Linked DNA regions of Hordeum vulgare: region 2 is linked to region 1. Evidence: chromatin contacts called from public Hi-C data. All regions are on one chromosome and are shown on one strand. The core of a region is the stretch at or near the end of the contact, and the rest is flanking DNA. Distances in the headings are between cores, read along the strand shown. Region 1 has its middle 24 kb from the start of LOC123445478. Region 2 has its middle 99 kb from the start of LOC123445479.

What was found. Hi-C and Micro-C count contacts between places; a contact is called where the count stands out from the background.
Region 2: a Hi-C map of leaf shows a contact between it and region 1, with 5 times the contacts expected there. The contact joins two enhancer-like sites. A contact is called at or near these places in 3 of 6 Hi-C or Micro-C datasets (leaf and seedling).

The regions. Positions count from the first base shown.
Region 1 is chr3H:595,069,899-595,077,013 of MorexV3_pseudomolecules_assembly, forward strand. No RefSeq gene overlaps it. Among protein-coding and RNA genes, the nearest start is that of LOC123445478, 24 kb to the left of the region's middle. Within about 2 kb of position 4,058, at least 3 of the 3 cell types and tissues checked have open chromatin away from gene starts, as enhancers often do. A contact at or near this core is called in leaf and seedling, where this site is marked.
Region 2 is chr3H:595,342,028-595,348,620 of MorexV3_pseudomolecules_assembly, forward strand. No RefSeq gene overlaps it. Among protein-coding and RNA genes, the nearest start is that of LOC123445479, 99 kb to the left of the region's middle. Within about 2 kb of position 2,889, at least 3 of the 3 cell types and tissues checked have open chromatin away from gene starts, as enhancers often do. A contact at or near this core is called in leaf and seedling, where this site is marked.

The DNA.
Region 1 (7,115 bases), core at 2,808-5,307:
GGTACAGTCAGCAGACTGTAAGGATTAAAATACTATATTTTTGCTGAGTTGGATGAGAGAGAAGAGGAGAGAGAAGGGAAGCGGGCTCTTCGTGAAGAGCCAGCTCTAGCACGTGCTCCTAGGTGCTTTGTGAGAATGAAAGATGGGCCATATATGATAAAAGTAGTACTATTTTATATCTAACTATTGTACAAGCTAGCTATAAGATGGACTATAAGAATGCTTATAACCAGCAGTTGGCTATACTATTAACCATGCTCTTAGCATTTTTGGTCAGAATGCTCCAAAAGTCTCCCAGACAAACAGGCAAAGCCAAGACACCGTTCTTGGCGTTGCCATCGTGTGCCCGAGAAGATGCAATGAGAATGGAAGTGGCCGGCGGCCGGCGTGCATGGAGCCACCGTGACGAGTCGCAGACGTATGCGGTGCGTGTGCGTGAGCATGCTCTTGCGACGAGCTCGAGTGGACTTGCGTGGCTAAATTCATGCACGTACGGCAAATCCGTGGTAGATTCACAAAGGGCGTCCCGTGCTTTTCATGACACGAAGATTTGCATGGCCCAAGTAAAGGCCACGGACAAGACGTACGCCACCCCTCTTATATCAGGCTATCTCTCATCCGCTAAGTCACAGGTAACCTGCTTTAATTAGGTAATTCACAAGGAACTGCTCTATCTATTACACAGTCTGGATTTACCCCTTTTTCACCTAATGCAGTCTGCATGCCCTCCTCGGTCTCCAGTAGTGGTAATAATAGCATGATGATTGACGGCAAGATGGAAAATGACACACAAATGATCCATTCCATCGGCAGATCGCCTTCCCAGCCTTGCTAAAATCTCTGCATCGATCTGATCTAAAACGGGAAAGCACGCAAAATCTGGTCACAACACTTGCAATGTCTTAAAGAGTGCATGTTCACGACAAATGCATGCGTCAACAACCCCCGCGTCGTCTCCGCTAGGGCGACTCGGGCGGCGTCAAAACCTTAGCCAACGGGGGCACACACTCCCTCCTTCTGTCCCTCCATCGTCATCGAGGGACGACGTCGGGCTATGCCCGAGGGCCGACGGCGGTGACGGGGGACTCCCTCTCTCCCGCGTCTCAGGGATTGTGCGGGGCCCTTACGCGAGTGGAGGCGCGACCAATCAATTGGAGCGGCGGCGATGGCAACGGCGACGCCGGTGGGGGCCGGCCCTATCATGGGGAACGACAGCTGCATGCGCGTCGGGCAGCCTGGTCACGAGCAGCGGCATGCGGCGGCTGGTCCAGCTTAGGCGACGACGACTGGCTATGCCATGGTGGCGCACCCTTTGGCTTCGGATTGGCGGTGACTTGGAGGGTCTAATGGACTGTCCGGCGTCATCTTCGGTCAAATTTAATTTGGCCGGTGCAACCGGTGGTGGTGGTCATCTGCTCCGTCGGAGGTGGTCGACCTAAGTCTGGGTGTTTGGATCTTGAGATCCGTCATCTAGTTCGGGATGTGAGTCGGGAAGACACAATTGCCGGTGAAAACCGAGCTGAAGAGAGGTGATGGCGGCGTTCCAGGTCGTTATGTTGATGAAGGCATCATCGTGTAACTACCGTCGACCCGCTTGTGTCTCTCCGGAGGAAACCCTATGATGGCGGCACTATGGTGTCGTTTCTCTCGTGGAAACATCGTTTGTGAAGCAGCGCTTCAAGACAGAGGCATGAGGTGGAACGGCTTCATCTTGAACGGAGCTCACTCAAGATGTCAAATCATGCCCGGCCGACAGTTGCTACGCGCTGACATGCCTGTTCGGCAGGTGCTAATCACGACAGGTTTTTTTCCCGAGTCTCCGCGTTGGAATGGACGAACGCAGAGCGGTGGCACTGTTGGACGTCATGGTGGCATCGACGAATGACCGGATTGGCAAGGATGATGCGGATCTCTCTCCTCAAGATGAGGCAATGATTCGATTGGATGACGGCTTCTAAAACGTGTGCATATGATGTACACTTTATATCTGCTACTTCTGCTATTGCTTTCGATACGTTGTATGGATGAATCAACGACGTGGGGGAGTATACATGGGCATTCTTCGGGCCGGGCCAAAAAAAGCCCGGTGCTGAAAACCTAGGCCCGAACTCGCCTGGCCCGACCGTCGGGCCTAGATGTTGGGCCCAAACCTGACCCAAGACCAAAAAAGCCCGACTAGGCTCGACCGCGGCTTAATTCTGTTCTTCCATAGGTTCAAGCCTGGCTCGACCTGACCATCAGGCTCAATTTTCCGTCCCGATGGCACAAATAGGCCCGGCCCGGCCCGGAATTTTCCGGCCGGGCCGGGCTGCCCATGCCGAGGTATAGTGGGGAGTGAGAAAACTCCACGTTATCAAGTTTGTAGATGTAAACATGCTTTGGGTGTGAGTGATGACTTTGTTTTGGTTAGACCTTTATAAAATAAATAATAAAGATCATTGTATTCATGGATTGATGCAGGGACATGTTAAACTAGTTTAGGGGGTGTTTCTTTCCAGGAACTTTTTGGTGTAGGGACTAAAAAAAGTCCCTAAAAGTCCCATGGGAAAGAAACAGGAGGGACTTTTAGGGACTAAAAGTGGTCATTTGGGACTAGTTGAAGAAGTCCCTCCAGGAGGGACTTTTTCCCACCGTACCCCGCGCCGCATCCGCTCGCTCCTCTCATCCGCTCGCTCCCCCCCTTCTCTTCCCCGCCGCCGCCGCCGCTTCTCCCCTTCCCAGCCGCCGCCGCCCGTTCTCTTCCCCGCCGCCGCCGCCGCTTCTCCCCTTCCCAGCCGCCGCCGCCCGTTCTCTTCCCCGCCGCCGCCGCCGCTTCTCCCCTTCCCAGCCGCCGCCGCCGCCGCCCGTTCTTTTCCCCGCCGCCGCCGCTTCTCCCCTTCCCAGCCGCCGCCGCCCGTTCTCTTCCCCGCCGCCGCCGCCGCTTCTCCCCTTCCCAGCCGCCGCCGCCCCTTCTCTTCCCCGCCGCCGCCACTGCTTCTCCCCTTCCCAGCCGCCGCCGCCCGTTCTCTTCCCCGCCGCCGCTGCCGCTTCTCCCCTTCCCAGCCGCCCCGCCCGTTCTCTTCCCCGCCGCCGCCGCCCGTGCCCTTCCCAGCCGCCGCCGCTGCAGTTCCCGTCGCAGTTCCCGTCAGGGGTAATATGGTCTTTTTGCAAGTCATTTAATGATCCCTAGTCCATGTTTAGTCCCTGGAAAGAAACGGGTAGGGACTAGAGACTTTTTAGTTGGGACTAAAAAAAGTCATAGGACTTTTTAAAGAAACAGGGCCTTAACCTTCTTTTCTTAAGAAAAAAAAAACGAGGTGAGCAATAGCACACATGCAGGCAGTTCAATCTGAACATCACAGCTCCCGCTAGTTTTAGTGGAGAAAAAGTTTAATCTCAACAAAACTGTATACCTTACGTCGAGTCGTAGAGAGCACATTTATTTATTCTCAAAGAATACTGTCAGAGAATAGCCGCCTCTAGAGACTAGAGAGGTAGGTGCAGCGTGCACGGGAGGAGGTAGAGAAAAGAGAAGAATCGCACCCCATGCCGCTTTGACGCATGTTGCCAAACACAAAACAGAAAAGAAAACAGATGATCCCATCCCACCACGCCACGCCATGCCACACATAGCTCCAACTGAGATGAATACAAGCTGAAGCAAGCACCATATGGTTGTCTTTGGCATTTGGCGCTCTCATCCAGGAGAGAGGACGGGCAGAGAAACAAAAGACACGAAGCAAATCACCTCTCAAAAGTCCAGCCCGTTCCACGCTCTCCCCTGCTTTCCTCCCCATCCCCGGAGGCAAAAGACACGAAGCAAATCACCACAAATCCGTTGTTTCGCCCGTGGTTTTTCGTTGGATGCATAACAGGGTGCGTCCAAATCGGATAGGCTCGCGGGTCGCTGGCTTCTAGATGGCGTTTTATTGGGTTCGGAAAGAAGCCGATCGACCTGCTCGCAGGTGGCAACGATCGAACGAGACCAAAAAACTGTCGGCCTCGTGACGGGGACACCAGCAGGTGGTGCCTCTCTCCCTGACTCGCTCTCTTGTTTCTTTCTTTCGTCCTCTTGCTTAGCCGGACAAGTTGCAGCCATCGATGAGTCCAAATTCAAATGGGTTTGGACGCTCTTGGAGCTGTTTGGTAACGAGTTAAGAGCCAGTGCCATCCATCACCTGTGCGCAGTGCACTTGTTGCAAACTGCCAAGAGGAAAATGAATTCGTTATTGGCCGCACACACCAGCACCGTATTTAGCAAAAAGTGGTACGCACTGCTAAAAATAAAATGCTTATCCGGCTACGATCCGACCGCTAGTGTGTTTTTCTCGGTTTTCTTGATCAACTTGCGCGCCCTGTCCCCTCTTCTTTTCGTCATCTAGCAATAAGTACATATCAATGATCCAACACAAAGGTCTACGTCGCTCTGGTGAATCACACGTAACCACAACTTTAATACTACAGGCTAGTTCGACCGTTCTCATGCATCTCGTACGACACCCATATCTGTTGGTTTCCTTTCATGGGCCACCGTCACATTTTTTTACCAGACCAGAATCATAGGGCACTTGTAGTGTTCCAGATTGGCATGACTTTTATACCACTCCTGATGCATTTTCCTAAGCAAATAGTTACTGAAAATGCCGAGCTATTCGAGTTGGAACACGGTAGCCGCAAAACGAAAATTAATTTACAAAAACAGTTGTTTCTCAAGGAGAAATACACGGTCAGCTTTGGTTGCCTGCCACCTGCACAAGGGACAAGTTTCGCTTCGAAAAGATAATAATACCTGGTCGTTGTAATCAGTCACCTCACTCGAGCTAGACTTTAGCCAACACATGCATATATTGTCTAAGGTGTTGTTTAAGCTTTGACGATCGCTCACTCTGATATTGGTTCAATACAACATCGTCCCACCGCCGACTATCAATCCCCCTTGATGCAGAGTCTAACCGGTAAGTTACCATCATTGTATTTGCATATGCCCACGGATGGATGACTGAACATCTGCAAATTGCTCCTTGATCACCTGCTCACCACCAATCTCCCGTGTTGCTGCCCGTTCCGGTCGCATCGCGCACAACAAACTTGACACACACGTATAAGGACACACGAACGGTTAAGCAGCTCCATCTACCACGGATATTTCTGCTTGGTTCGTAGCCGATCATGGCACCAAACACGATAAGCTTTTAAGTTGGTCTATCGCAGATCACACGCGTGTCCTAATGTCACATAAATTTAAGCAGGTGCAGCTCTGACCAGATGCATGGCTGGACAAGTTAGCTTGGGTGTTGTTATGGTCGCAAGGTGTCGCATTTTCTCACTGGAAATCCCACAGAAAAGGATGGTGCATCACAAGCATATCGCCAGAAGAGGTTGATCGTGTGCAGTTATGTGTATGTGCCATTCCAACTAGCTAGGCAGGTTGATCATCATTGGCTCATGACCCACACGACGTCGGCTCGTGGTAGCGAAGTTTGGCTTGTGCGATAGCAGCCATTGTGTGGATATCGTAGACAAAATCGCAAGGATTGGTTGGAGGATGTTATCTTACATGTGCTTGCGTTAAACTAAGGTTTGTTCTGCTCATAGAAAATATCAGATTTGTTAACTAAAATGTATTTGTTGATCTCCTTTTTGTTTCCGTCTGCAGAACCATTTGATAACCAGTTGAACACGCATCGGGTTGAATATGCACCTCACTGAGAATAGTATAAGGACGGACGTTGGACTTTACGGACACGACTGGTCACACGCGTCACGACAGGGCCGGATGGGAGGATGGTACGATCACGACAGGGCCATGGGGGTTTGTATTTCATGTAGGTGAAGTTAAGGAAGTTGATGACACCCCACGTTTAGAGCACACTTCAGGGTAAAAAACTACTTTCTGACCAGAAAACAAGACCACATGATCGATCACATGGACGTGCTATCGCGTGCAACGCGACGATCTTATATTAAACTCTAGTGCCACCTATCACGGCTTCACGGCCTGATCATCAACGCAAGTGATCGACCACTGCAGCTGAACATAGGCACAAACGGCCAGGCCCGGTGGTCAAACCGGAGAAAAACCGACGGCATGCGCAGGCAACAATCCAGTCCGAATCCAAGAAAAACTCCGAAAATAGACAACCGAGTGTTCTCCGCGCGGAAACGAGAGCGGAAGCGTGACGAGTCGCGAACGTATGCACGTAGCTGTTGGCTTTGACATATTTTGTTTTTCAGATGATAAGTGTTATATGTGTGACATGAAACAACATGGGCCAAACATCTTCATTCTCACTCATTTTGCCGCATTGAACATATGGCATAGTGTAATTTTTTTTTTGGCCTTTAGAACTACAAAATGTTTTATCTTTTAAATAAAAAAATCTTGTTAAATTTTTTCTTTTCATCATTAAATCCGTTTTGTTGAGATATTCTAAACTAGATCACATATCAATATATTTTTTGGGGTCAAAGTAGTCATGATGTTTACAGTGTAGTTGTTATAGTGTTTATACTAAAGTTGTTCCTATATGTTACATCTAATTTTCTTCTTCTAGATTTAAAGCTAACATTGTATTTTTAACTAATTTTTATGGTAAATTTTATTAATTGACCATGGTAACTTTTAATAATGAACCACGGCAAATTTAATTTATAGATCATGTCAATTTTTAATAATTCATCATGGCAAATTTAGTTTATAGATCATGTAAAATTTAGTTTATAGATCATGTCAACTTTAGTTTATAGATCATGGCATTTTTGGTATTTTTGACCATGGCAATTCTAGTTTTTCGACCATGGAAATTATTTCTCGTATGTACCATAGCATATTTTAGTGCATGTATCTTCGTAACTTTAAGTAATTCGCCATGTCAATTTTACTTTATTGTTCATGGTAAATTTGAGTCATTGACCATGCATTCTTAAAAGAAATTTACGACGGATTTGTTTTAATTATGATCCATATCGAAATTATTTCATGGATTATGACAAATTTTAGTAATTCACCATGGCAAGTCTAGTTTCTTAATTCCCCGTTTTATAAAATGTGAAAATCTACTTTAAACGTAGAAGAAAAATTAGTTAAAACATATGATGACAACTTCAGTGTAAACACCATGACAATTTATATCCAA
Region 2 (6,593 bases), core at 1,639-4,138, 270 kb after region 1:
CAACTTAAAAGCCTTATCGTGTTTGGTGTCACGATCGGCTGCAAACCAAGCACAAATATCTGTGGTAGATAGAGCCGTTTAACCGTCCGTGTGTCGCCACACCAGCACACCGACAGGCGACAGCAAAGAGATGCTAGTCCGTATATGTATGTGTCATGTTTGTTGCGCGCGATGCGACTCGACGGGCAGCGACACGGGTGATTGATGGCTAAGAGGTGATCATTGCGCAAATCTGAATAAAGATCGACATCAGGTGGGTGCTTAAAGCATCTCTAGCACTCATCATAAAAATCGATCCTTAAAAACACATGACACCGTAAACTGTTTTACGGTACGAAATTGCCTCAAACATAGCAGACTCTATAAATAAAACTGTAGCTCGTTTTTTGTCCTCCCATCCCAGCAAGCCGTCTCCGACCACGGCGTGCCTCGCCCCGGCGCCCCGGCTCGCCCCGCCGCCGCCCGCCTCACCCTTGCCTCGTCGTGGCACCGCCCGTTCCGGGCCACGCATGGAGTGGAGGAGCCCTGCGTCGTCCGCCTCGACCACACGCTCCCTAGCCGGCCCGCCCGCCCCCTATTTAAGCCCGACATTGCCCGCCGCCGCACGCGTATTCCCCGACGTGGCCGCATGAGCTCCCCCGCCCTCGCCTCACTCTTTTCCGGTGCCGCCCCACCCTGATTCAGGCTGCCGGTGGCCTGTTCCGCCCTACCCGTGGACGGCCTCACCTCGGCGGTGGAGGTCGAACCGACCGCAATTCAGACCGACGGTGGCAATTTCCGGCATGCAGCGGTTTCTTTCGGTGTGCGGCGATGGATTCCGGTGAGTTCCAGTACATTCCGGCTAGTTCCGCTGCGACGCGTCTCCTCCGACGAGGTTTGGCCAGTCTATGGGTTGAACTGTATATTGCATTCGAAACTGTGCATATAAGATTTTCACGGATGAATTTACCGTGTCCCTTAAAAATTTTAAGGCCGAACAAGTTTTATGGGGTCTGCTCCGTGCTGTTTTTCTGACCGAAATTGTATACACCTCATTTTTTACGGGTTTGACCAGTTTACGGGGTCTGCTAGAAATGCTCTAAAAAACGGTCCGATACGCATGTAATGCACTTAGTGTATGCTAAATGTATTTGATTCATGAAAGTGACACACAGATTTTGTTGTTGTTTCTTCCTAAATGATGACGTTCACACGTGCGACAGGAGACAATATGGTTCATACACATTTGTAATCATTCATATTGACACAACAAACATATGATATCAACATAATTTTTTTGGTTTTTAGACTTAAAAATGTTTTATCTCTTAAACAAAAATCCAATTAAACAACGTTTTCATCATTAAATCCGTCCTGACGAGATCTTTAAAAGTAAATCCCATATTAATAGGTTTTGATGACTTTTTTAGGGGCTACAAGTTGCCACATGTTTATACTGAAGTTGTCATAGGGTTTTCAATAAAATTGCCACGACATATTTCATCTCGTTTTTTATAGATTTCAAGTTACCATTGTATTTCAACTACTTTTCACGACAATTTTTATTAATTGGTCATGGCAAATTTTAGTAATTAATCACGACACATTTAATTCATGGATCATGGTTACTTTTGGTAAATCATCATGGCAAATCGAGTTTACCATGACAATTTTAGTATTTTGTCCATAACAAATCTAGTATTTTGAACATGAAAAACATTTTTTTGTAAGTACCACGGCAAATTTTAGTGCATGTATCATGGCAAATTTAAGTAATTTACCATGAAATTTTTTGTATTTTGACCATAACAAATCTAGTATTTTGAACATGAAAAACATTTTTTTGTATGTACAATGGCAAATTTTAGTGCATGTATCATGGCAAATTTAAGTAATTCACCATGGCAGTTTTAGTTTAGGGTTCATGGCAAATTTGAGCGAGTGATCATGCATTTTTAAAATTACTGGCAACATATTTCTTTTTTACTTATGAACCATGTCACAATTATTTCATGGATCATGCCAAATTTTAGTAATTCATTATGACAAGTTTAGTTTGTTAATTTCCTGTTTTATAACACGTCAAAGTTTATTTTAAACATAAAAAAAGTAATTGAAATATATCATGGCAACTTTAGTGTAATCATGATGAAAATTTATGTGCAATAGACATGACAATTTTTAAACCAAAAATAAGTCGTCGAAACATATCAATATCAGATCTAGTTTCAAAGATCTCGTCACGACTGATTTGAAGATGAAAACGGTTTTTCAATATGATTTTTTATTTAAAAGATAAAACACTTAAAAAAACTAAAAATACAAAAGATTCCTTTTAACATCATCAGTTTTGCCACTTATGCATGCATGTATTGACGTGACGCAATCTATAATCATTAAACATGTGGAATATTCTTGCTACCATCACACGTATAGACGTTATAGCGACCCTGTTTCTTTAAGCATTGCTACATGACGAGAAAGGAGGGGACTTGGAACGCAAGTTGATCAAGAATTCGAGAGAAAAACCACATTTTGTTTTTGTTGCTGCTGCACTGCATAGTGCATACCATAGTGCAGCAACGGCTCGTAGCCTAAGTCCTGCTAGATACCATAGTGCTGGTGTGTACGGTCAATAATGATTTGGGTTCCTTTTGGCAGTTTGCCACAGGTGCACTTCAAGTTAAGTGCATATATACGGGTGATGGGGAGCAGACGGGACCGGCTTTTAACTCGTGACAGAAACAGCTCCAAGAGCATCCAAAACAATTAAATTTGGACTCATCGCTTGCAATGAAAGAGGACGAAAGAAGCGTACGAACAAACACGACAGAGATCGAGGGAGAAAGCACGGCCCGTGGCATGGTAGCAACCTTGCAAAGGTGCATCCATGGGGACGCAGATAGATAGGGATCGGGACATGAGAAAGGGGTGTGGGAACAAGCGGACAACAGCCACCACGCCTTGTCGCGGAGCAAGGTTTTGTGCTTGGACGCATCGAAGGCAGCTGCGCGCGGCCTTGAATTCCGTCACCGGCGCCACCTGCTAGCTCGTGTCTCCGTCACGAGGCCGACGCTTTTGGTCTCGTTCGACCGTTTCCGAACCCAGCAGAACGCGATCCAGGAGCTAGCGACTACGGAGCCTATCCGGTTTGGACGCACTGTATCCATCATCCAGGGTAGCAACAAACAAGGGCCAGCGCCAGGCGATCAACCAAAAACTACGGGGAAAGCAGCAGGGCAACGTGATGCGGTGTGGTTTGCCTCTTGTCTTTGTCTCCGGGGAGCCGAGCTTTGGGCGCAAGGCGACCTAGGAGAGAACGTGGCGTCCGGCGTGGGGTGGACTTTCGGGACTTCATATATGTTTGTTCGGATTTACTAATTCACATTTAGATGAAAATTAATTATGTCATATCTAACATCCTACCACATGATCTAATATTTGTGCTCCACGCTAGCTCCAGCGAAATCCGTTTTTCCGTTGCTAGTCTTTTTGCACATGCCACGGTCGTTGTTTGTGATGTGCTCCTTGTCTGCGTCGGCTGTAGGCCCTTTTTCTCGCAGCAATGCTACACATTATATGGATTTTACAAAGAGGTGGATTTTGATTGGAGATTCAGAAGAATGAGGGCCCCACCCCCCTTAAAAATCAGAGGGGGAGTGGTTACTTAGAAAGAAAGAATCATAGTCAGCATGTAACCTTATGTAACTTTTTATATGTCTAGCATTTTTGTTTTTCTCACCCTGCCATGCATGTGTCTTAGACTGGGTTGTTTCAGTGTCTTTTTAGACTCAATTACACCACAGGCGTTTGAACTTGACAAAAAAACAGTTTAATGCTAAAACTTGCAACATACATTGAATCAGTGATAAAAAATGATTTGATCGTGCATCTAAGATGCTAATCACATTTTGTATACATATAAAGTGTTGACAAGGAATGCCAACATGGCATGGGACCTAATGTTAGTGATCGGAAGGCGGGGAGGGCCGTGTGGCCTACTTTTTGCGAAAAGCATCGTGCTATTTTACTTTTTCTCATAGAAAGCCTCTCAATTTTTTCTTAAAAAACGCTGAAACGTGACTATGTCAATTGGGTCCCACCCGTCAGGGCACAATACAAACAAAGGGAAATGAGGACGCAAAATTAAGGACTGCCCAGGTTCGAACACGCGACCTTAAATGCCAGCACGAACAGGGTAGCTACCACATCATGTATCACTTGTTGTATAAATGGGATTTCTATCCGTAATGACCTATAGACAAGCACAAACATATGCCTTAAATGACCTGTCACATGTTTTTTTTTCATAGTATTTTGTAAGAGTACATAAAAAATATTATACATACAAATATATTAACTTATTTAAGATAATGTTCGTGTAATTATTTAAAAAAATGAACTGCGGTCACTGTAGCCCATTTAAACACAATATTGGTCATTATGTTCTTTTAATTGTTGAGTGGTGTTTTTTTGCCAGACAAAGTGGAATTCGTGCTTGTAAGTTGTAACATCAGTAGAATATGGACTACTAGGGGCAGTCAATGAGGTTGTGCTATATTTCTATTACAAAAACGTGTGCCCATTATTTGATTAAATAGGAACGCAGTACTTATTTTCGACAGGGAGATTATTATGGTAGCAGATTGCTACCATGACATATCTTTTGTAGCACTGAAGCTGCTTGAAAGGCACACCAAAATACTGATATAGTTTATCTATCTTCTATGTCCTTCTAGAGGTGAGTGAATGTTTTCAAAATCTCATGCTAATAATCAATTAATTATTGCAAACAACAGAGGCCTTCATTTTTTCACCTGATTTTTAATATCTGCTCTTTAGAGTCATGTTAGGTCGTGTATGGTTCTGTTCATTATCATCCATATGTTTTCCTCTTATAGCTTGATGAAAATACATGTCAAGCTATTTTATTACAAGATTTCTATACTGATAATTCAAATTGACCTAACATATCGAGAACCTTTTCATGGGCTATCTTCATAATGGCTATCAAATTCTTGCTTTCAAAGGTAGCACCTGAACCCAAGAGATCCAGTTTCCTCTATTACGGATGTATTTACTTGTATAATATTGTATAAAAGTAATATATAATTAAACATGCTACTGAGACCATCGGAAGGAAGGAATCAACACTTGTAAGACACGTGATATTTCTGGCCTTCATATAAACTATAGATAGCGTACATATGCTCTTGAAATGGAGAATGGGCGTTTGGAGCCGAGCTCCACGGTGGGCGAAATTTTTGAAAAATTAAAAATTCAAACTTTTTGGTTTCAAAAAAAAATCTGAAAACAAATATGCAAGTAAGGAAGGATGTCATGTGTATGCGTGTAAAATTTTAGCATAAAATTGTTGGAATTATGCCCTAGAGGCAATAATAAATATAGTTATTATTATAATTCCTGTATCAAGATAATCGTTTATTATCCATGCTATAATTGTATTGAATGAAGACTCATTTACATGTGTGGATATATAGACAAAACACTATCCCTAGCAAGCCTCTAGTTGGCTAGCCAGTTGATCCAAGATAGTCAGTGTCTTCTGATTATGAACAAGGTGTTGTTGCTTGATAACTGGATCACGTCATTAGGAGAATCACGTGATGGAATAGACCCAAACTAATAGACGTAGCATGTTGATCGTGTCATTTTGTTGCTACTGTTTTCTGCGTGTCAAGTATTTGTTCCCATGACCATGAGATCATATAACTCACTGACACCGGAGGAATACTTTGTGTGTATCAAACGTCGCAACGTAACTGGGTGACTATAAAGATGCTCTACAGGTATCTCCGAAGGTGTTAGTTGAGTTAGTATGGATCAAGACTGGGATTTGTCACTCCGTGTGACGGAGAGGTATGTCGGGGCCCACTCGGTAATACAACATCACACACAAGCCTTGCAAGCAATGTGACTTAGTGTAAGTTGCGTGATCTTGTATTACGGAACGAGTAAAGATACTTGCCGGTAAACGAGATTGAAATAGGTATGCGGATACTGACGATCGAATCTCGGGCAAGTAACATACCGAAGGACAAAGGGAATGACATACGGGATTATATGAATCCTTGACACTGAGGTTCAAACGATAAGTTCTTCATAGAATATGTAGGATCCAATATGGGCATCCAGGTCCCGCTATTGGATATTGACCGAGGAGTTTCTCGGGTCATGTCTACATAGTTCTCGAACCCGCAGGGTCTGCACACTTAAGGTTCGACGTTGTTTTATGCGTATTTGAGTTATATGGTTGGTTACCGAATGTTGTTCGGAGTCCCGGATGAGATCACGGACGTCACGAGGGTTTCCGGAATGGTCCGGAAACGAAGATTGATATATAGGATGACCTCATTTGATTACCGGAAGGTTTTCGGAGTTACCGGGAATGACGAATGGGTTCCGGGAGTTCACCGGGAGGGGGCAACCCACCCCGGGGAAGCCCATTGGCCTTGAGGGTGGCGCACCAGCCCTTAGTGGGCTGGTGGGACAGCCCAAAAGGGCCCTATGCGCATTGGAAGGAAAAATCAAAGAGAAAGAAAAAAAAGGAGGAGGTGGGAAAGGAAGGAAGGACTCCCACCCACCAAACCAAG